Linked DNA regions of Zea mays: region 1 is linked to region 2. Evidence: chromatin contacts called from public Hi-C data. All regions are on one chromosome and are shown on one strand. Each heading gives the region's core, a stretch centred on a gene start, on an enhancer-like site or on the middle of the called end of the contact. The rest is flanking DNA. Distances are from core to core; before and after follow the strand shown.

Region 1 (2,977 bases), core at 145-2,644, 79 kb before region 2:
AAGCTTCCCTCTCTCTCTCTCTCTCTCTCTCTCTCTCTCTCTCTCTCTCTCTCTCTCTCTCCTTCCAAGCAAGCAGCTTCATCTTTCGCCTCGCCATGTCTCTGGTTTGCTGCTAGCTGCTGCTCCATTGTTGGCACAGACAATGCTAGGGGAGAAGGTACATAATACTCAACACCACACGCCCACACCCATGCAGGGACGCCTTGGAGAAGAAATAAGACCCCAAAAGAACAAAAGAATTTGCTGGCGCATGCACGCACGCACAGCACAAGCATGCGATAGACGCCTCATCATCAGTTGTTCTTGGCCGAGCCGAGCCCTCTCGCTTCAGACCCTTTCATGATCCTCAGCCTCTTGCAGGTGCTGATGAACATGCTGCAGAGACAAAAGTAGAGGAAAAACCAACGAATCAGATACCGTCGTCCAAATATATATAGACGTACACAATCTCCATGCATATCAAATACTAGTATATATGTTTGGCAAGCACTTATTACCCGAAGGGCACGTCGCCGACGAGCATGAGGTCGCCGTCCTTGTCCTCGTAGGTGACGGCGAAGTCGGAGGGGTTGACGGCGGGCGCGTCGGCGGCGCCGGAGAAGCAGAGGAACATGGCCTCCAGCGCCTCCCGCAGCTCGCGGTAGCCCTTGTACATCTTGAGGTCCACCTTCCTGAGGTAGGGGGCGCCGTCCATGCTCACCTTCACGAACAACCCGCCGGCGGCCGGGGCCTCCTCCGCCAGGGCTGCCGCCGGCTTGTTCTTGGCCGCCGCCTGCTGCTGGAAGCAGCTCTTCCTGTACGACCTCACCGGCGGCCATCCCACCAGCTGAGCCCTGCGCAAGGACGGTGCGTGACGTGAGCCGCTGCATGTGCGCGCCAGGAGTTGCACGCTGCTCTGCTTGCTGCTGCAGACCTGATCTGCGCGCGCGCGTGCGTGCGTGGTGACCGTGAACTAACCGAAGCATCGAATCGCTAACGCTGTAGTCGCTACTCACTTGGCGGCCGGCGGCGGCGCGGCGTCGGCGTCGGCGTCGGTCTCGCAGTCGCGCTTCTTGGGCGCGTCCTCGGGCCCGCTGCTGGCGACGACGTCGCGCTTCTTGCCTCTGGGCGTGGACGGCGGCGGCGGTGCCGCCTTGTGCTGGGGCTCCTCGGCCTCCTCCTTCTCCTCCGTGCCCGGCAGGCCAAGCCTGAGCTCCGTCGCCCTGAGGCTGTCAACGTCGTCGTCGGCCTTGAATCCGTAGCTCGCTGCCGATGCTGCGGCGACCTCCATTGGCGTGTCTTCTTGCTTCTTCCGCACGGCCCGCGTGGGCAATAAAGGCGGTGGTTGCAGCAACCGGCGTCGAGAGGCCGACGAGCTGCGCTGTGCTCTGTCTTGGTCCTTGCTGGTGGTGCCCTTGGCGCTGTGCGTGTGGTTTGGCCGGCGTGATGTTTTATAGAGAGGTGAGGCCTGAGGGAGGGGCGTGTGGGCGTGCGAGGCCCCGCCACCGCCACACACACGTGCCAGAGGTCACAGGCCAGGCCAGAGCCCAGCCATGCGCCGATGGGTGTGCGTGTGGTGCGCGTACAAACCGCTGGGGTGGGTTGCGGAGCAGGGTGCAGCCGTCGGTGGGCCTGCCAGGCCGACCAGGGACAGGCCGGCCCGCCCACCCGCCCCCACACTCCGCCAGTGGCCATCGCGGGCCCCACGGCTTATCCGTCGGGTCACGGGTTAGGCGGCCCATCGCATTCGCATGCGTGTACATACATACTGCCGGGCGGGCGGGTTGTGGACGCACTTCGCAGGCTCCGATCCGATGACCAAAAGCTACATACACTCGGGTCTTGAGGTTCTTTCTGACCGTCTTCTCGACATGGATTTTATTACAGCAATGCAAGGATGAACCCTAAAGCCCGGTCTCTGCCGGGCGCCAAACGAGCGAGTTGAGTATACGGGCCGGCACCCGAATCCATGCACTACTACAAGGATGCCGCTATGGTTGTTACTAACAATTATAAATAGGCAGGCAGGCATGACATGATTAGGACGCATGCGATCATGCATTATTAGAGATATATCGGGGAGCATCTTCGATTCTAATCTGCACATACAATACAATACTATCTATACTCTCTCTCTCTCATCTCCCTCTTCTATGGCCATGCATCATGCATCCATGCACCCCCGTACATACGTTCTTTCTCCTCTTCCCACTAGGCCTTAGCCTGTCCCTTCTTTCTCGAGCCTTCTCGCTTTCTTTAGGTTTGTTGGTTGGCTGGCCAGTGGGGCCTACCTAGGGCAGTAGCCCTAGTGGGGGGGGGGGGGGTGGCTTGTTTATTACCCAGAAAACACGCCTCGCGAAAGCATCGTTAAGCCGCTAACGACAGATATGCCTTGCTTATATAATTTCTATCTCTCTTTGGATACCGCATGCATATATATATATCGGAAAGGATTGTTAATTTTGCACACACAGATAGTGATGTTCCTTTAGCTAACCACTAAATAAAGCTCCTCTTTTTCTTGTTTTGTTTTGTTGTGTGGAACACACACCAGCATGCATGGTCCCCCCCTTCAGGTAAGCTATGATTTTATTTGGTGATGGGATCGATGTCATACTGCGGTGGTCCAGACGCAGAAACCTCTGGAAATTGTCGTCTGATTTGGATTACCTTGTCGTTCATCCTTGCTTTGGATGACTTGCGCTAGATATATGGACCAATTGGGCAGTTCAAATTCATTCCAAATTAACCTTCAGATTATATAGTTTAGATCTTGTGAGCTGTTTTTACTCCCCTCTCCCTATCCTGATCAGTACGTAATAATCCACCACATCGGTTTACTAAAAGATATATGTAATGTTAGATTCTACGGTGTCTAGTATCGATTCCTAAGCTCCTATCCTCAATGACGAGTAGATTTATTCTACTTAGAGGCATAAGGAAACATACATTCATCGTTGTTGTTAACGAGTCCCGCGAGGTGGTGGTGGAGAGGTGT
Region 2 (3,063 bases), core at 352-2,851:
ATGATATTCATCAATTAACAATATTTGCAACATCCAAATTTAGGTCAAATCATACTAACAAATAACAATATTAAATAAATTGTAATCGCACTACAGTTAACTCCCGTCGGCCATAAAAAACCGACGAAAATAAACAATATTTACAACATTAAATCCATTAAATTAAATAATATTTTCAGAACATCAAATTTATTAACCATAACATCAAATTTATCATATCGAAACCTTCATACATCATCCTAATATTATAAGTTAAATCTAATCAATAAATAACATCAAATTCAACAATTTAATAGCATAACTTAAATCTACTATAATAATTTAATTAATACTTACCTAACATCAAGCCACACATGTAATATTAAAAATAGCAAGTATAATGCTTAAAGTCATATGAAAACTAAGAACACTATCAATTAACAATTTTAAACTAACTCTAATCACATGAAAGTTAACTCACGTCGGCCATAAAAATCCGACGAAAATAAACATCTACACATATCTAACTACTATAATCACACTCGCATTCACAGTTAAGGATGTATACCTCAACGACAAGGCGGCACAAGGCGGGTGCAACGGCGTTCGGGGAGGCGGTTGGGGGCGGCAGCGGCACTCGGGGAGGCGATCGGGGGCGACGGCGGTGCTCAGGGAGCCAGTCGGGGCGGCGGCGATGGTGGCCGGCGGGGGAGGCGTCGGTCGGCGCCGGTGTTTGCGACGGCGATGGGGGCCGGCTGGGGCGGCGCGGTGGTCATGACCGGCTGGGGCGGCGCGGCGGCGGCGGTCGATTTCAAGGAAGAGATCAGAGGAGAGGAATGAGCCCGCGCGGGCTCATCCCTGCTCATAAAACATTAATTCCCATCGGCCAGAGTACGGGGCCGACGAGAATAAGGTAATCCCCGTTGGCCTACGCTCTGGTCGACAGAAGTTAAGGTAATCCTCGTCGGCCTGTGTGTGAGCCGACGGGAGTTAATTTATCCACGTCGGCTGTGGGTTAGCCGACGGAAGTTACTTTATCCCGTCGGCCTTTTCTCTGACCGATGGGAATTAACTTGGCCGACAGGAATCGTTAGGATTCTTGTAGTACGTACCCGCGGATCAAAACCTTCACCCGTAGCTACACCCATCGTCGGATCGGATATCGGTTGGGTTTCAGGTTTAGGGGTTAAAATTGTATCCTTGGACCACGCCGTACGTACAGTGGACAGTGCGAGCAGACGAGAAGTGGCTTGAAAGATACAGCTCGATAGATGCAGCGCAATCATGCATGCATGGTTACTCCGATCCATCCCATGCCCACACTGTGCATCCATTAACGACCCAACAGGCGAAGATGGGCTCGCGTGGTACTGGTACGTGCATATATACGTGCGACAACGATGCATGCATGCATGGGCCCGGGATCGCGTGGTCCACGTATACGTACGTACATGCATACCTATACGGCTATACCATCCCATGCATGGAAGATGCAACGATAGCTGGATGCATCGGCAGCTGGCCAACGGAGAAGAGAACGAGAAGCGTGCATGCGCTGCTCCAGTGCTTGGTAGCAGTAACTAGCGTGTGGACACGTAGTACTGGACAGTACAGTATGTGCGCATGTGAGATCGACACGTACGTCGTCGCAAGAATGTAGCTGGGCTCGCTAGTCGTCCATACCACGGAGTAGTACTAGCTAGCTATAGCTAGCCATATATATATATGCATGCATAGGTAGCATATGTATCATCAGCTAGTTGCAACTGCAATGCAACGGACCTTGGATTGTTGTTGCAGCTAGCTGGCTCTCGTGCGTGACGCGTCAACGTCTTGCCATGAATTTTATGGGGTACCGTACGTACCTGTCGATATGGATGTAGTGGTAGTGCTAGCTAGCTGGACTACGGCCTTGCTGGTAAGTAGGCATGCAGCTACCTTTATCCGATCCAGCAGCTATCGGCGTTCTTAAAATAAATCTTAGCGCTAACAAGATCTAGGAAAAACACGCGAACAAGCAGGTACTCTGAGAAGCAGTAATTTTAAATAATCTTCTCTAAAATTTAGCCTAGAGGAGGGGCTTATGAGCCGCCGGAGATGGACTCAGAGCATGTTTAGTTCGCTGCTGCTACAGTTTATCACATCTAAGGTTAGACATGTTTAATTAAGTTAGGTATGTGTTTAATTTATAGCCACAGTTGTAATAAAGATAGAACACTAATATAGGTATAATATATTTAGTTCACTTCATGGTGTGTCCTATACGCTTTTGATAAAAATTTCATAAAATAATACAATGTTACAGTTATTTTTATTAGTTGAGCTCTATATTTTAAGATAGAGTATTGATTTAAGTTACTCTTGGTCTTGGATATGCTATAAAATGCTTAGAGACACCGTGTCGATTATAACAAAAAAATAGTTAAATAATAAAATAGACGTTATTTGTGAACGTAGTAATTATTACTAATCATCTTATCCCAACAGGCGTCAGCGTCAGTGCGAAAGATTGAACGTAAGCGTCGCAATTAACTACACTGCTAATCAGTTGCTATATTATAGCTAGGACAGAGACAACACGTACGCTAGAGAGATCGAGCGTGTGCGTGCGTGCATGCGCGTGGTTTGGTCGATCGCCCACACCACTGACCACACGCACGTACGTGTCACTTTCACTGCCCGCCCGTGCACACAGACTGCGACGTCGTTCCAATTCATAATAGTTCCATGAGCGTGTACGTCCACCACGCAATGTCACGTCTATCATCACGCGCTCTATGCCTCTCTACTACTATATAGTGCAGGTTTAGGAGTTTGGGTTCATTTTATGAGGATTGGGAGTTTGCAAATACTGAGCTAAACGAAACTGCTTACCGGCCTTTGCTCTCCAATTTGTTCTTGTTCAAGTGGTTTTATAGTTCTTTGTCTTTGCCCAGTTGATTTTGAACACAGTTATTCACAGTAGACGAACTATCACGTACATTTACTTTTCTATCTCTTTATTTGTGCCGCACCTCCGATCCTTATGTATTTTACATATGTTTGATTGAAACAGTACAACTCTTATATATATATATATATATA

What was found. A called contact is a pair of places that touch in the nucleus more often than the background predicts.
Region 1: a Hi-C map of bundle sheath shows a contact between it and region 2, with 3 times the contacts expected there. The contact joins the promoter of LOC100192924 here to the enhancer-like site in region 2. A contact is called at or near these places in 7 of 25 Hi-C or Micro-C datasets (bundle sheath, endosperm, leaf and 1 more) and 1 of 3 datasets of contacts at active chromatin or transcription factors (leaf).

What each region holds. Positions count from the first base shown.
Region 1 is chr3:119,456,558-119,459,534 of Zm-B73-REFERENCE-NAM-5.0, reverse strand. It overlaps LOC100192924, which reads right to left and starts at 1,394. Exons shown (of 3, transcript NM_001138108.1): 1 at 996-1,394; 2 at 498-833; 3 at 1-375. The coding sequence starts at 1,270. The coding sequence ends at 294.
Region 2 is chr3:119,377,954-119,381,016 of Zm-B73-REFERENCE-NAM-5.0, reverse strand. No RefSeq gene overlaps it. Among protein-coding and RNA genes, the nearest start is that of LOC103650469, 4.5 kb to the left of the region's middle. Within about 2 kb of position 1,601, at least 16 of the 20 cell types and tissues checked have an H3K27ac peak or open chromatin away from gene starts, as enhancers often do. A contact at or near this core is called in bundle sheath, leaf and tassel, where this site is marked.